Regions from separate parts of the Sus scrofa genome. Here region 1 is linked to region 2. Evidence: chromatin contacts called from public Hi-C data. All regions are on one chromosome and are shown on one strand. The core of a region is the stretch at or near the end of the contact, and the rest is flanking DNA. Distances in the headings are between cores, read along the strand shown.

Evidence for each region. A called contact is a pair of places that touch in the nucleus more often than the background predicts.
Region 1: a contact with region 2 is called in a Hi-C map of retroperitoneal adipose tissue, with 1.8 times the contacts expected there. The contact joins two enhancer-like sites. A contact is called at or near these places in 10 of 47 Hi-C or Micro-C datasets (adipocytes, alveolar macrophages, blood and 6 more) and 1 of 2 datasets of contacts at active chromatin or transcription factors (skeletal muscle).

Annotation. Positions count from the first base shown.
Region 1 is chr3:44,716,032-44,720,957 of Sscrofa11.1, reverse strand. No RefSeq gene overlaps it. Among named protein-coding and RNA genes, the nearest start is that of ANAPC1, 230 kb to the right of the region's middle. Within about 2 kb of position 3,392, at least 13 of the 83 cell types and tissues checked have an H3K27ac peak or open chromatin away from gene starts, as enhancers often do. A contact at or near this core is called in alveolar macrophages and retroperitoneal adipose tissue, where this site is marked.
Region 2 is chr3:44,626,102-44,631,038 of Sscrofa11.1, reverse strand. No RefSeq gene overlaps it. Among named protein-coding and RNA genes, the nearest start is that of ANAPC1, 140 kb to the right of the region's middle. Within about 2 kb of position 1,783, at least 30 of the 83 cell types and tissues checked have an H3K27ac peak or open chromatin away from gene starts, as enhancers often do. A contact at or near this core is called in alveolar macrophages and retroperitoneal adipose tissue, where this site is marked.

The sequences.
Region 1 (4,926 bases), core at 2,143-4,642, 88 kb before region 2:
TGGCCTTGCTTAGCAGGTCAAGGATCTGACATTGCCGTAAGCTGTGGTGTAGGTCACAGACATGGCTCAGATCTGGCATGGCTGTGGCTGTGGTATAGGTTGGTGGCTACAGCTCCGATTAGATCCCTAGCCTGGGAACCTCCAGATGCCGCAGGTTTGGCCCTAAAAAGACAAAAAAAAAAAAAAAAAAAAAAAAAAGTGGAGGGAGCAAGGCGAGAAGTGGAGAATGTGCAGAGCTGGTGTGCTGGAGAGGCTGGGGTGTGTAGGGCAGAAGGACAAGCTTTACTCAGTTTCTACATTTGCCTCAGACCATCATCCCCGATTCCCATCCCTGTGCTTCCCACCCCCAACGCACACCCCAACATTATCTATTCTGTGCATCTCTGCATGCCGAGCCCTAGGGGCATCTACTTTCTTTAAACCCTTAGATGGGGAAGATGACTCTGATGGTGTGGTAGGAGAATAATGGTCCCCCAATGATGTCTACCTCCTGCTTCCCAGAGCCTCGAATATGGCAAAATGGAATTCAGGAGAAGCATTTAAGGGTGCTAATCAGATGCTAGGGGATTATCCTGAATGACCCAGGGGGACCCAACATCATCATGTGAGCTAGTAAAAGCAAAAGAGGGAGGCAGAAGAATTGGTCGGAGATGTGGTGTGAAGGACTGGATGCCCCATTGCTGGCTTTGAAGACGGAGGAAGGTGTCACACACAAGTTATGGAATGCAAGGTCCTCTGGAGGCTTGAAAAGGCCCTCCATTTACAGCCAGCAAGAAAGTGGGGAGCCCAGTCCTACAACCACAAAGAACTGGGTCTGGCCAACAGCCCAAATGAGCAAGGAAACTGATTCTTCCCTCCAGCCTCCAGAAAGGAACATGATAATAATTGTTACACTTTGATTTTCGCATGGTGAGACCCACATCAGACTTTTGATTTCCAGCTCTACGATAATAAATTTGTGTGGGGTTTTTTTGTGTGTTTTGTTTGGTTGGTTTCTTGGCCACACCTGTTCCCAGTCCAGGAATCGAACCCACACCACCGCCGTAAGCAGAACAGAGACAACGCTGGATCCTTAACCTGCTGAGCCACCAAGGAACTCCAAATTTGTGTTGTTTTAAGCCATGGAGGCTGTGGAGGTTTGTTATGGCAACAATAGAAACTAATACAGATAGTCATCATGCATGGTACAGATCTAAGCTGACTGTGTTTTATGTGGGATCATGTTTAATCTTCACTATTGCCCTGTTGGGTAAGAGCTACTGTCATCATCTCTATTTTATAGAATGGGAGACCATGTCAGAAAGACACATGACTTTCCCAAGATCACACAGCCACTAAGTAGGGAGAAGGAACTGGATTCCAAACTGATCAGAATTGGAGATTGTCATTCAGCTCCTATGCAGTTGCGCCTTCCCAGGTCCCAGGGCCAGCACAGGACCACAAAACAACTGTTGGTCCTCTAAAGGACACACACACTCATGCACATCCAGAGTAGTAACATCTGGCCATCTTTTGCTACTCCACTGTTCTGCTGACTAATCCTGAGGTCATTTTTATAGACTCTCTGTTTATGTGGTTTGGTTATGAGATCACTTAGAATTTTTCTGTTTTCTAGGTTCACTTGACATAAACCGGGGGAAAGGGTCTCCAAGTTCAACAGCTGCTTCAGTAGGGAAAAGCATCACGTAGAAGGTTGCTATGCCACTTCAGAAAGGGCTAGAACCAAAGCCCACACTCCCCGGCCACTCCCTGCCATGGGAAATCGAATCCCCTGGCTTTAACAAAACTCATCCTCTGAAGAATAACTTTTTTGAAGTCCAGCAAATCAGAGAGAAATCTAGAAGACTTTGGTTAAAGGAGAGGGTAAAAAAGAATCTCTGATGGGTGGCGTGGTTTCTTTTACTGTCTAAGGAAGATCAAGATAACAAACATCACAAAAATGGTGAATTGACAGCAAGGAGGCACAACCTCTGACATTTGTCGCTAATTCTCAGAATTCTAAAATGAAATAACAGTCATCATAATAAACCATGGTTTTGCAGACTGCCATCTACTGAGTGACAAAAGGGGTTTCACCCAATGTTAATCCCTCAGTGACTTCTCGTTTTTCATAATTGATGGTATTTCCTCCTTTTACAGAGAGCAGTCATGACACAGCAACCGTGACCCATGGAGGGGCCTTGGTGTTGTAGGAAGACCCACCAGATAGATCACTGCCTTCCCTCAGGACTTTGCTGCAGTTGCCACAGGAAATACCTCTTTGGATTTAAAAGAAGGAAACCTGTGATTTTGTGAAATGAAAGCAATCCCAGGACTGAAGAATCTTTCCATTCAGCAAATAATAAATTAGGAAAGCGTTCCTCAAAGAGTTCTTCCCCTCCCCCACCACCCCTGGCCACTATCCAAAAGCAGAGCGTTCCTACGTTTTCTTAAGCAGAAACAGCGTAAAGCAAAGAATCAGCTACCTCAGGACCCATCTTGCTAATAGAGGCATTTAAAATGGAAATCAAGTGCAGAGTCTCACAGACCCAGTTCAAAGCTATGGCGGCTTGGCACTGAGATGCTGAGTGTAGTTCCAGGCCAAGGCGCTTGGTGGTGCTACTCTAGCTGCTGGGCGTGTGCTGCCTGGTAACAGCTCACTGCGAAACACACACTGATCGTGATTTTCATTTTTTGTCTTTTTGCAAAAATCCTCTTGGGATTTCTTTCTATTAGCAAAAACAGGTACTACTGTAGGCCTTTTGTAAAGGTGAAATGGCATAAATTGAACTTTCTAAAAGTGGGGCATGCCTGTAATGGTTTTTCCATGAGGCCCATGCTGGCAACTTCATCACCTGGGAACCCTGGGGGCGTCAGAAGAGATGACTTTCACACTTAGATTCTTCCTGTGATTGCTGAAGTAAAGAGAGAAATCACAGTCTGACTTGTTAATCAAACATTTCCAGGCCAAAAGGAAAGGAAGAAAAGGATATGAAGTATTTATCATGTCTCAGTAACGATACCAACCCTTAACATGAATTAAGTTGGCTACTCTGTTCTGCCCATTGCATGTGCCATATCATTTATTATTCACAGCAATGACACAAGTCCCCAGCATACAGAAGGAAAAACAGAGCCTATGGCAGGTTTCTGTCCCAAGGCACCTCAATTAGTGGACCAGGAAGTCCAGATTTGAAGCCAGGGACATTTTCATACATATCCACTGCTGCAATTGTTGCAGATGAGGAATATTCACCATTGACTTTCTGAGGAGTCCACCAAAGGTCACAAGGAGACAAGGTTGAAAACAACAACATCTTTCGCCCAAATGAAACAAGGTTCAAGAAGGTACCCACAGAGCAGGAAAAGGCTGCCATGGAAAGGACTTCCTACTTGCAAGTTAGCAACAGACAGCTATGGGTTTATCTCACAGTAGGCTGAACAGATGGGGCAGTCAGAGTCTCACAGGCCCTCAGTGGACTGAAACAAGGAAAATACAAGAAGCCAAAAGAAGAAGTATAGCTGCTGAGGGCTGTGAATAGGAGGCTGAAAGTGAGCTTTGCTAGGTGAGTTTTCAAGAGCCCAGGCAAGCCCCAAATCACAGCTGTACACAGCACTCTCCAAACAAACAGACCTTCCTTTTGCCCGGAAACCTTTTTACCTTCTAAGTCTGAGAGACCTGATATCCAGACCAGAAATGCAAAGCACAGGGACATGGGGAGGGGTGGAGTCAGAAAAGGGAAGCTGAGCCAAGTTCCTTTCTTTTCCCCATAAGTTAGTAACCAACATGCAAGGAAGAGCTTTTAAGCAATCTGCTCCCCTTCCTTTTAAAAACAATCTCTTGGAGTTCCCGTCGTGGCGCAGTGGTTAACGAATCTGACTAGGAACCATGAGGTTGCGGGTTCGGTTGCCGTGAGCTGTGGTGTAGGTTGCAGACGCGGCTCAGATCCCGCGTTGCTGTGGCTCTGGCGTAGGCCAGTGGCTAGATCTCCGACTCGACCCCTAGCCTGGGAACCTCCATATGCCGTGGGAGCGGCCCAAAGAAACAGCAAAAAGACTAAATAAATAAATAAATAAATAAAAACAATCTCTTTCCCACCACTGCGTATAAACTACATCTTGAGAAAAAGAAGTTTCCACTTGATGAGACAATTGTGCCATGGAGCTCCCTCTGTCCTGGGAACAATACAGGAACAACGTTCCTTTATTCATGATACACTGAGTTCCCAACATGTGCCAGATGTTCTATCAGGCACTTGGGGGTCAAGTAGAGGTGAAGAAGGCAGCACACAGGAAGCCACACAACTATGCAGATATGCAGCAGGGCAAAGATGCTAACTTGTTGCTGTGGAGCACAGGAAACGTCTGATCTGGGGTGGAGCAGGGCAACCAGTCATGGCCTTACTCTTGGATGTGAGGAAATGGTGGAGAAACAGGCAAGTCTGTCCTGTCTGGAATCCCTGAGATGAGCCAAGAAGTTACCAAAATGGTTCACTTCAGAGCTCTGTGCACAGACCCTTTGTTTCCAGGCATCTTGTAGACCAGCAGAGTCAGAAGAGGACCCTAAGATATTCTATAGCAGTCCCCTCCAGTTACAAGTGAAGAACGTGACCTGAAGAAAGAGGCCCCAAGTGAGTTTCAGGGACCTGTTCAAGAACACTAGATGACTGTCAGATCAAAAGCTGAAGCCCACTTATCTTCAGTTTGCCTTGATCATTCATTTGGTCTCATCCATCCGCCTACCCATCCATTCATTGAAAGATTTACTAAAATGTTTCATTGAAATATTTACAGAACACTGATTCCATGCCAAGAATTGGCCTTACCTCATCATCTCGCTAGAACAAAAGAATCTAGGATTCATATGAAAATAAACTTCACTACTACTATTTCAAATTTATTAAACATCAGAAGTGTTTGTTGTCACTTTTATCATTTGGTGTGTCC
Region 2 (4,937 bases), core at 534-3,033:
GATCCCAAATTGCAATTTTCTGCTGATTCCTAGTAAACCCATTTTTGCTGGGACACATCTGGCAGTCTGTTTATTTCAAATCAACAGAAGTACAGCCAAAGACAGAGGCCAATCAACCAGGGTTAGGGATGTGTGTGCTAGGGGAAGCCATGACCAAAATGAGCCTAATCTTGAGAACTTCTGGAGGTCCTCGATACCCCTGGCAGTCAGCTCCAGCCACCCCATTACTGCCTTCCTCTGCCCTTAGCCTCAGCCTCCATCTCCCCATCTGGAAAACTGGACATGCTGCTGCCACATGGCTGTGTGGTAAATAAAGAAGGAGAGGAAGTCCTCAAAAAGCAAACTGTACACTATTAATCAAGGTGATTACTGGAACAACCTTCCAAAAGTTATAAGCTTCCATTTGATAAAAAGCCATTATCGATGAACAACCCATTATATATCAGCCAGCAAATGTCTTAAACCTTTCAATGCTCAATGAATGATGGGATTTTGGTTTTTAATAATAAAACTGGAATTCTCCTGCACTTGAATGAGTCGTACCTGCCTCTGGGCAGCGTGGCCGTTGGCTGACTTGCAGAAACAGCAGAAATCTGGGCAGAGCCTTCACTTGGAAATCCGAGCCCTTCTGAAGTCCAAACCCCAGTCGAGCTCTTATGAAGTCCAAACCCCAGTTTAACCAGAGGGTGGCACTTACTGTGAAGGGACTTATCCCTGACCAGGCAGGGGGTGACAGAGAGGCCCTGGTGGCCTAGCAGTTAAGGATTCAGCATTGTTACTGCAGTGGCTCAGGTTCAGTCTGTGGCCTGGGAACTTCTGCATACTATGGGCGTGGCAAAAAAATAAAAAATAAAAATAGAACTGTTGCATAATTCAGCCATCCCACTTGTGAGTACATACCCAAAAGAACTGAAAGGGGGTCTCAAAGACATATTTGTCCACCCTTGTTCATAGCAGCATTACTCACAATACCAAAAGGTGGAAGCAATCCAAGTATCCAACAACAGAGGAATGGATAAACAAAATGTTGGCTATACATACAATGGAATATCATTTACCCTTAAAGGGAAGGAAATTCTGACACCTGCTACAACATGGGTGAACCTTGAGGATGTTATGCTCAGTGAAACAAGCCAGATACACAAAGGAAAACTACTATGTGATTCCACTTATATGAGGTATTTAGAGTAATCAAATTCATAGGGATAGAAAGTGGTGTGATGATTTGCAGGGAAAGGGCAATGAGGAGTTAGCGGGTTTTTTGGGTTTGGTTTTGTCTTTTTAGGGCTGCACCCATGACATATGAAGATTCCCAGGCTAGGGGTCGAATCGGAGCTGTAGCTGCCAACCTATACCACAGCCATAGCAACACAGGATCCAAGCCACGTCTGCGACCTACACCACAGCTCACAGAAACGGAAGTTAGTGTTTAATGGACATAGTGTTTCCATCTTACAAGAGGAAAACTTATGGAGATGGATGGTGGTGATGGCCACACCATATGAATGTATTAAATACCACTGAATATACACCTAAAATGGCTAAGATGTAAATTTTATGTTGTATATTTTGCCACAATTTTTTAACTTGCCACAGATGTTAAAAGCACCCAATCCTTACTGCCCCATCTCTGACTAGATCACACTTTGTTTTGCTGTGATGTGTCTGCTCTTCAGCTCCACATCCATCTGGTGCCAATTTTATTAATGGCAGAGTGAGATCAGATCAACTTTCCTCCAGGGAAAGAACAAACCCAAGAAACAGGCAACTTGCCAGGACAAAAGAATAGGAAAATAAGCCACCATTGGTTCAGAAGGTGCTGGCTCGGCCCTGTAGCCGGGACCTTCTGAAATCTACCATTTGGGGGAAGGGGGAGGGGGTAGGATGGAAGGAGAACCAGGTTACAATCCAAAAAATGTATGATCACTGTCCTTCCGGGTTCTAAATGTTTCTTTCGATGAGTCACAAAGGTTAGCTGAGAGGCTCTTAAATTAAAAACCCACAGGGTTTTCCTTTTATAGACTGTCCTCAGGAGACCTCTCACTGCATGTTCCCTCTGTCCTCAGCCCCAACTGGCAGCTGCTCTAAGCATGCATGTTTACAGAAATACCAGTAGTTATTGCATGTTCCCTTCCATGTGATTAAGCATTGCCATAAAGCCTGGGCTGGATTAGAAATAGATCTTTCCCTTCTGAGAAAGGCTGAGTGGGGCAAAGCCGGCAGCCATGGTGTGTGTCTTGTGCCACCTACTGGCCACTCATGGGATCACATAGAAAACGCCCAAAGGGTGGACAGGGCTTGGCATATTATGGTGGTCTGTCCTAAAGAGAAAGAAGAGAAAACACAGTCTGATCTCACTGCTGCTCATGGCATTTCAGCATTTGGGTTTTGTTTTTGGGGTTTTTTTTTTTTTTTTTTTTTGCTGCCCCCATGGCATGTGGAGGGTGGAGGTTCCCAGGCCAGGAATCAAACCCACACCACAGCAGCAACCTGAGCCACTGCAAAGGCAATGCCAGATCCTTGATCCACTGCACCACCACCAGAAAACTCCCGTCTCACCATATTTAAAAGCATGTCTTACTCCAAAGGAGAGCAGCCTCCTGTCTACTGTGAGGCTGGGTAGCATTGCCTCCTCATCACATGATTGATTTGACAAGAGCAGGGAGCTTAATGTATGGTCAGCCTGCAAGGGCAGCTGGGAGTGAAATCCAGATTTTGAGAGAGAATCAATTACTTGTTTTAGGTCTCCTTATCCTCAGATTTTTCTTGGAGGCCACAGCCTGCCTGCTGCAAAGATTAAAAATAACACCCCCATTAAAAAAATGAAAAAATAATAATACCCACATATCTCTATTTAGCACTTTTGTCTTTCTAAGCTCTCTGGTAGCTGTTTTCCTGTCATATCTCTGTTGCTAACCCTGAAACAGAGGGTTTGGGCTGTTTCCCCCAAAGTCTGAAGCAGAATCGGGACAGAAATTCCATGTGCTGACACCCTTGTCATATACACCCTTGGGACTGAGCCACCTGAAAGAAAGAAGCTGGGATTCAAAGGAAGTTGGAAGCTGGGACTAATAAAAAGTTCTTGTGAATGGTCCCCATCCTGATAATTTCCTTTCTCTTTGACTTTAAAACAAATCTGGGAGCTCAGCATGTTAAGAACCCAACATAGTGTCCAAAAGGATGTAGTTTTGATCCCTGGCCTTGCCTGATGGGTTAAGTATCCGGCATTGCTGCAAGCTGAAGCATAGGTCATAGACGCTACACGGATCTGATGTTGCTGTGGCTGTGGTGCAGGCTGGCAGCTGCAACTCTGATTCAGCCCCTTGCCTGGGAACTTCCATATGCCACAGGTGCGTACCTAAAAAAAAAAAAAAAAAAAGTGTTTCCAGCTGGTGCCTGATGGGGGAAAGGAGGTACTGGGAGGAGGACAAAGGCTTGAGATGGTGGCTTGAATGGAGTGGAGTAAACCCATCCAAGGATGACAGCACCTGGGGATGCCAGAAACCCACAGAGGAAGCACCACAGAAGAGCACAGGTATTTGGAGTCTACACTGAAGCTCAAACAGAAGTCCCCGCAGTTCCTCCCTCAGTGTATCATCTATTCATTCACCAAATATTCATTGAGTGTCTGCTTGCTAGCAGCCCTGTGGATTCACCAGTGTGAAGTCCCAGCCAGCCCTGGTGGCACTTGCAGTAAAGAGGGGGAGGGGGAGGGATGCAGACATAAACATGAGCAGGAAGCAACAATCAGAGTGCACTGATCAGCAGGGGCGCTTGGGCAGGAGGACGGGAGGTTCTTGGCAGAGGGGCCAGGGAGAAGGCAAAGCCCTAAGTCTGAGGGATGCCGCTTATCGGCCATCGCGTGGCGGGCCAGGGTGGCTGGAACAGAAAGAGAGAAGGGGAAGGGGGCAGGGATGACCATCCCCATTATAGGTGTCACACTGACCTCAGAGCAATGGGAACTTGTCAAAGACACGATTGGATGTGAGCTTTGCAAATCCCACCCCCGCCAGCTTCAGGGTAGGGAGTGGTGCAGGGTGCATGAGGGAGTGAGGGGAGACCAGTGTAAAGAAATATTAGGAGTCAGGGTCAAGGGAATGTGCTGACAGTTTGGACATGAGGGGATATGATGGGCAGTGTCAGGACTTCCTGTCCCCTGGGGAGGGGGAGGGGAGGATGATGGTGATGTGTCGTGAAGCAGGAAACACCAGAAAATGGTACATTTGCTCTGGAAGGTGTGAGTACTGCCGGGGTGTATTAAGTTTGAGAAGCATGAGGCCACTAAGGAGGTAGAAAAATGGTGTCCTCAGCATGTCCTCACCATAAATAGCCAACAGAGATGTAGGAAAGAATGAAATTGAAGGGAAAGAGAACACAGCAGGAAAATAAAGCTCTCTAGTCCCCAGGACATTCGGTGTCTGGATCAGGGAATGGGAGGAACGGAGAGGGGTGAGCAGGGAGGTGGGGGAGCCAGCAGAGCCTGGGGTCATCAAGGACAAGGGCATGATGGTCACAAATGACAGAGGCTAACAGGTGTCCAGGGGATTTTGCAGGATAGCCTCAGAGGGCCCTTCGCTGACCACTCCTCCAAGTCAACAAGTTAAACACAACTAAAAAAAAACTAACCAGCAGACTAGACAAATTATGATCTGTGCACCATTCTGTGGATATGTTTTACATCAATAAAAACCATAAAAACCAATTTTTAAGAACCCTCATCTGTACTTCTCTGTGTTTCCATAAGAACTTTTTCCTGGAGTTCCTGCTGTGGCGCAACAGGACTAGCAGCATCTCTGGAGCGAGCTGGGATGAAGGTTCGATACCTGGCCTGGCACAATGAATTAAAGATCCAACGTTGCTGCAGCTGCAGTGTAGGTCACAACTGCAGCTCAGATCTGATTCCTGGCTGGGGAACTCCATATGCCACGGGGCAGCCA